Regions from separate parts of the Mus musculus genome. Here region 1 is linked to region 2. A link is a contact called in public HiChIP or PLAC-seq data. All regions are on one chromosome and are shown on one strand. Each heading gives the region's core, a stretch centred on a gene start, on an enhancer-like site or on the middle of the called end of the contact. The rest is flanking DNA. Distances are from core to core; before and after follow the strand shown.

What was found. HiChIP or PLAC-seq counts read pairs in DNA pulled down with a chosen protein or histone mark.
Region 1: an H3K27ac HiChIP or PLAC-seq map of stem cell-derived neural progenitor cells shows a contact between it and region 2, with 4 times the contacts expected there. The contact joins two enhancer-like sites. A contact is called at or near these places in 3 of 115 datasets of contacts at active chromatin or transcription factors (embryonic stem cells, neural progenitor cells and stem cell-derived neural progenitor cells) and 1 of 9 other capture datasets (embryonic stem cells).

What each region holds. Positions count from the first base shown.
Region 1 is chr2:106,037,027-106,039,726 of GRCm38.p6, forward strand. It overlaps the pseudogene Gm9342. Among named protein-coding and RNA genes, the nearest start is that of Dnajc24, 35 kb to the left of the region's middle. Within about 2 kb of position 1,430, at least 14 of the 459 cell types and tissues checked have an H3K27ac peak or open chromatin away from gene starts, as enhancers often do. A contact at or near this core is called in neural progenitor cells and stem cell-derived neural progenitor cells, where this site is marked.
Region 2 is chr2:105,615,156-105,617,855 of GRCm38.p6, forward strand. All of the region lies in intron 1 of Pax6os1 (paired box 6 opposite strand 1), which reads right to left. It overlaps Gm35946 (a long non-coding RNA gene), which reads left to right. Exons shown (of 5, transcript XR_866617.2): 2 at 713-880; 3 at 1,628-1,796; 4 at 2,341-2,476. Among named protein-coding and RNA genes, the nearest start is that of Gm35946, 5.0 kb to the left of the region's middle. Within about 2 kb of position 1,431, at least 35 of the 459 cell types and tissues checked have an H3K27ac peak or open chromatin away from gene starts, as enhancers often do. A contact at or near this core is called in neural progenitor cells and stem cell-derived neural progenitor cells, where this site is marked.

The DNA of each region.
Region 1 (2,700 bases), core at 180-2,679, 420 kb after region 2:
AGGGAGGAAGGGAGAGAGGGAGAGAGGAAGAGAGAGGGATGGAAGGAGAGAGGGAGAAGAGAGGGGGAGAGGGAGGGAGAGAGGGGGAGAGGGAGAGAGAGAGGGGGAGAGGGAGAGAGGGAGAGGAGAGAGAGAACCCTGAGTAATACAAGTGTCCTTCCAGAAGGAAGGAGAAATGAACTTGGTAAATGTAGGAATGGTTCCAATTAACAGAGTGTAAGACCATGGTATCTTCTGGGCTTCATCGTCCCACAGCTGGATGTTCTCAAGTATGCCGAAGCTTGTCCAATTTGATTAAACTGGCAAATCCTGTACCTGTCTCACCACTGTGACTACACATTCCTGTTGATCTCGATGCCACTCATTGCCCTGGAATACTGGGTCATGAGTAGACATCTTCCACTTTCTCAGAGACATGTGACTTTCAATTCCAGAACACAGGCATACTGGATAAACTAAGTCATTCCAGTACTATCTCAATCACTTTTCTTAAAAAAACAAAACAAAAACCAAAAAACAAAAAAATAACAACAACAACAACAAAACCCACACACCAAACCAAAACAACAACAACCTGTATCGTGTGTGCTTCTATGTCTGTGTACCATGCATGCGTATGCCTGGTGTATGCATGTGCGCTCCTCTTCTGGCATCTTCTGGAGCAGATGGTTGTAAGCTGCCGTGACGGTGGAGGTCCCTTAGAAGAACAGCTAGTGCTCTTGACCACTGAGCCATCTCTGCAGTGCCTATCACCTATGCTAAGCCAGTTCTTGTACTACCGAGGGATAGTTTGCAAGTTTTATCCATGTAAGGACTGCATCTCTCATATATGTATATACGTGTGTGTTTATGTGTATGTGTATGTGTGTGTGGGTGTGTGTGTGTGTGTATTTCCTGGTACTTACATTGCTCATGCTTAATAAAGTAAATCATAAAACTGCAAATTCTTAGTTTTTTAAGCTTTAGTTTAACTAAACAAAGTAATAAGGCTTAGTGGTAGGACAGGCTTGGGTCTAAACGTCTCTACTGTCTCTACTGATGGCATGTTCATTTACTTAACCTTTCTGACTTTCCACTTAAGTGTAAAGGGAAGTTTTCCTCCGGGAGCCAAGAACCCTTGTTATGGGGTAGATGTTAATAACTCATTACAATGGATCCACTGTGCTCTTCCACAGGGCGGTTCCTTTTTAGGAGTTTATGTCAAACTAGGAAACAGCCATTATTAAAGCTACTGACGGTCGGTCCGGTCGTTTGCAGCTCCAGTTTGGCCCCAACCGACTTTTGCATTCAGTGGCTGTATCAGAAGGGTCAAGCCTTCAGGATTGTTCTACACATCAAACAGATCACAGCCAGGAGGAACCATCAAATCCAGATAGCTACAAATCCAAGAGTAAAAACAATTCTTGTTTTATGTCGGCATCCAAGAGAAACAGAGCTGTCAGCGTGCCAGTGGGTCAGCTGAGGCAATCAAAGGCACTCACTGTTCTTTTTAACCAACTGTTGAAGCTCTTTTATTTGAGCAGAATTTATAGTGACTCCATTGACCATTTCAGACATTTAAACACAGCGTATCATTTGGGTTTGGGTTCTGTTTTCTATTGTTATTGGATTTTTTTACTTTGAAAACACTGGAGTCACAATGTTGCTAATTGCATTTTAGAAAACACGAGATGCCCTCCAACCTGTGTTCTCGAAACTATAAAAAGAGCACCAGTGGCAGCAACACTGCTTACAAGACATTTATTTTGAAATAGAAATCTGTGCTTTTGTTATTTAACCAATATTTTGGAACAGTATCAAACTGAAACATAGTTATGAAACCATCTGGTGCCTCCATTTTCAGATTATCATAAGCTGTTAACCCAAGAGTTAATGGGCAGAAAGGAATGCGGTGAAAAGACAGACTAAGGCGCCGGTGCGCCCATTGCTTTCAGTGTTTGGATAGACTGGTACACAGTGGTTTGAACTTGTCTTACTTCAAGCTTTTATTTTAAAATATTGACTTTGTTTTAATAGCCTTGTAAATTAATACAATTAGAGAATTTCAAATAAAATATTTTTGGCAGCTTACCATGTTCTTTTGAAAAAAAAATCAGAACTAGTTTTGATTGAAGATAAAATCTAAAATCTCAGCTCCTACTACCATCCACACAATTTGAAATTGTAAAAAATAGAGGCAATAGACTTGACTTTTGAATTAAACTTTTCATCATAATAAACCTATTTGAATTTCTCATATCCTTTAAATATTCAAGAACTTCCATAAATCTAAACACTTGTGGAGAAATCTTGGACATTTAATATCCTGTAATATGAACACCCTGCTATTGTTTTGGCTGTCAGAATGTAGCAGGAGTCTGACTGGCTCCAGTTCTTCATGTTCAGAATCAAAACAAGAAAACTCTGGGGCTTTACAGTAAAATGTCCCGAGTCATCCATTCTCAGAAAGGAAGAGTCTTGGCAAACATCTGTTGTACGCTTGGATACTTTTAAACAGTGTTGAACTCATTGTATCAAAAATTTTGTTGTAGGATCTTATCTGTAGACATAATTTTATGTGTTTACTTTGGAGAATGTATGGGCTAGCATTTTAAAACAAGTTTTAAAGAATAAATATGCACCAAGTTTTGTGTTTTCTTTCTCTCCCTCCCTCCCTCCCTCTCTCTCTCTCTCTCTCTCTCTCTCTCTTTCTTTCTTTCT
Region 2 (2,700 bases), core at 181-2,680:
TAAGGGATCAAAGTGCCATATTTGGTCCTAGATCCAGTACAAATTTCCAGACCCTCAATGCCTAGATTCTTTACCAGTCAAGTGACAGTAGTAATTATGCACACTGTTTTATTGTTTGTTCCTAGGATTAGCCAAGTTCACTCATGTCGAGCGTTTGTGTGTAGGGAAAGGACAACACCTGGTAGCAGTTCTTATTCATACTTTTGAGTGGTGACTTTTTTTTTTTTTTTTTTTTTTAAAGATTTATTTATTTATTATATGTAAGTACACTGTAGCTGTCTTCAGACACTCCAGAAGAGGGCGTCAGATCTTGTTACAGATGGTTGTGAGCCACCATGTGGTTGCTGGGATTTGAACTTCAGACCTTCGGAAGAGCAGTCGGGTGCTCTTACCCACTGAGCCATCTCACCAGCCCTGAGTGGTGACTTCTGTTGCCCGTAGGGTGACCTCATGCCAACTCATCAACAACAAGGCTGCTCCGCGAGTGGCTTGATGATGACTGAGCTGAGTCAGTCCACATTGTAGTCTATTAGTTTTCCCCAAGCTGTTTTTCGGACAGAGCTGGTTTCGCTGAGTCCTCTTAAAGCCAACAAAAGGATTAGCATTGCTCCTAGGTCCCAGAGAACTCCCAGGTAAACAGAGTGGCAGTGGTTCACTCTCAGTGTCCTTTCGGTGTGCCACTTTGAATGCGGAAATGCTCACTCCCTGACAGGATGCTGGCCCTGGCCTCTAACTTGCTGCCTACCACACAGAGCCACTTCCGCCTTCAGGAGAGTGCCTGAGAAAGAGGCTTTGTTTCCTGCCTGGTTCTCCAGGGACTGAGAACCACAGACTGCTGACCCAGGACATCACAGAATCCTCCGCACACCAGGAATTTGAGGTTGGTTTTGGCAATGGCCCTATTTCTAGAACAATCGTGGTGACAATGTTCGCTGTGGTGGAAGATCTGAAGCTGTGTAGACAGAAGCAGGCGGGCCACAGTTACAGGCCTTACTGTATCATTTACCAGCTGGTCACTCGGACCATCCATGTCTCTACTGCACAGTGACAATTAGCATCCCTTCGAGCACTGGGGAAAGGTCTCTGAATGTTTGGAAAGGTCGGAGACAGCTACCTTCACCTAGAGTCCTCCCTGCCTGGTTCTGGCCTGACAATGGATAGTGCTCCCATGCAGGAAAGTAGGAACCCAGGAGGTGGTGCCAAAGAGACACTGGCTGAAAAGCAGTCCTTTTTCCTGTCCCTGGAAGGCTCTGTCCCTCTTTAGATGCACAGACCTCATTCACAAGGAATTCAAAAGGAGAATCGAGGTTTCTGCGCAGGTGCGGGAGGTAATGCCACGTGGTGGAATGGAAGACGCCAGGAAGAGGATTAGCTCGAATTCGCCCCCACTCCCACCCGAGCCTCATTGTTTTCCAGACTCGGGTCCCTATTCAAATGCAAACACCAGGAGGCGCCTTTGCATTGTAGCCCAGAGCACTGGGTAAGATTGACAAGCAGCTGTTGGTTAGTCAGAATAAGTTAAAAGGAGTGGATACAGGAGGAAGGGACATAGGGGACTCTGGCCAAATGGGCCAGTAGCTGCTGGTGCGTTATATTCATTTTTGAACAGAGTTAGCTCTTCCCACAGGTGACGGTCTGCTCTCCAGCCTAGCTCTGGTGAAGGGTCAGGGATATAACATCCTCTAAACCCGAGCCAGCTGTCTGATGGAATTGAACTCTGCCCCTGAGTGGCCTGTACCAAGCCTCAACCTCTCTGAAAAGAAAACGAGAATAAGAACACCTTGCTACATAAAGTTGTAAGGATGACTATTCATAAGCACTTAAGCATATGTTTGCCTTCAATGTGTTGTTTGTTTGTTTGCTTTTTCTAGAAGTGTGTTCAGTTACACCCGCCAAGGACATGACTTCAAGTCTATTAAAAACCAGAGAATCTAATGCATAATAGTACCTGGCTCTGTTTCCTGGAGTGGAGAAGGGCCTGCACAAAAACTCATTGAATCCAAATAAAGTCTAGCTTAAACAATACTATTACCAATGTCAATTTGTTAGGGGTTTTGATAGGATCATCACTATGAAGGCCTTAAACTTTCTCTCAGTCCTTCTACATTAGTCCCCTGAGTAGTGAGGTCAGAGGTGTGTGCACAATCACGCCAGGTTGATTAGTTTTAATAACGTTCTGTGGAAAGGCTCGAGAGCAGGAGATAGTATGACACAGGTGCTTATGGGAAAGTGGTGGTGTGAAGCTTAATGGGTAACACTATTTTATTTAAATATTTTTATATATAATACATTATTGTTTAAGTGGTATTGTGTCACATGGACTAACAATGCTTCTCCTAGGAGCCATAGATTCCTTGACAAATAACCCAGAGCCATGAGAAGCATCCCTCTGTGTTGCTGGTCAGAGGACTTCAGGAGACCCCAAAACAAATATAGGCTATTGCCATCATACTTGGTTTTCTCTCAGAACTTGAAGGTAAGACCCTCTTCCTGAAAACAACACATATGGGACTTGAAGAAATAGAAGTGGAATTGACCTGGAGCCCATGTCCCTAAGGGCAAATCCTCCCTGAAGGGTAGTCCTCCTCCCAGAAGGGTAGTCCTCCTTCCTGAAGGCTAGACCTCCCCTTTGAAGGCTAGTCTTTCTCCCTGAAGGCTAGTCCTCCTCCCTAAGGCTAGTCCTCCTCCCTAAAGGCTAGT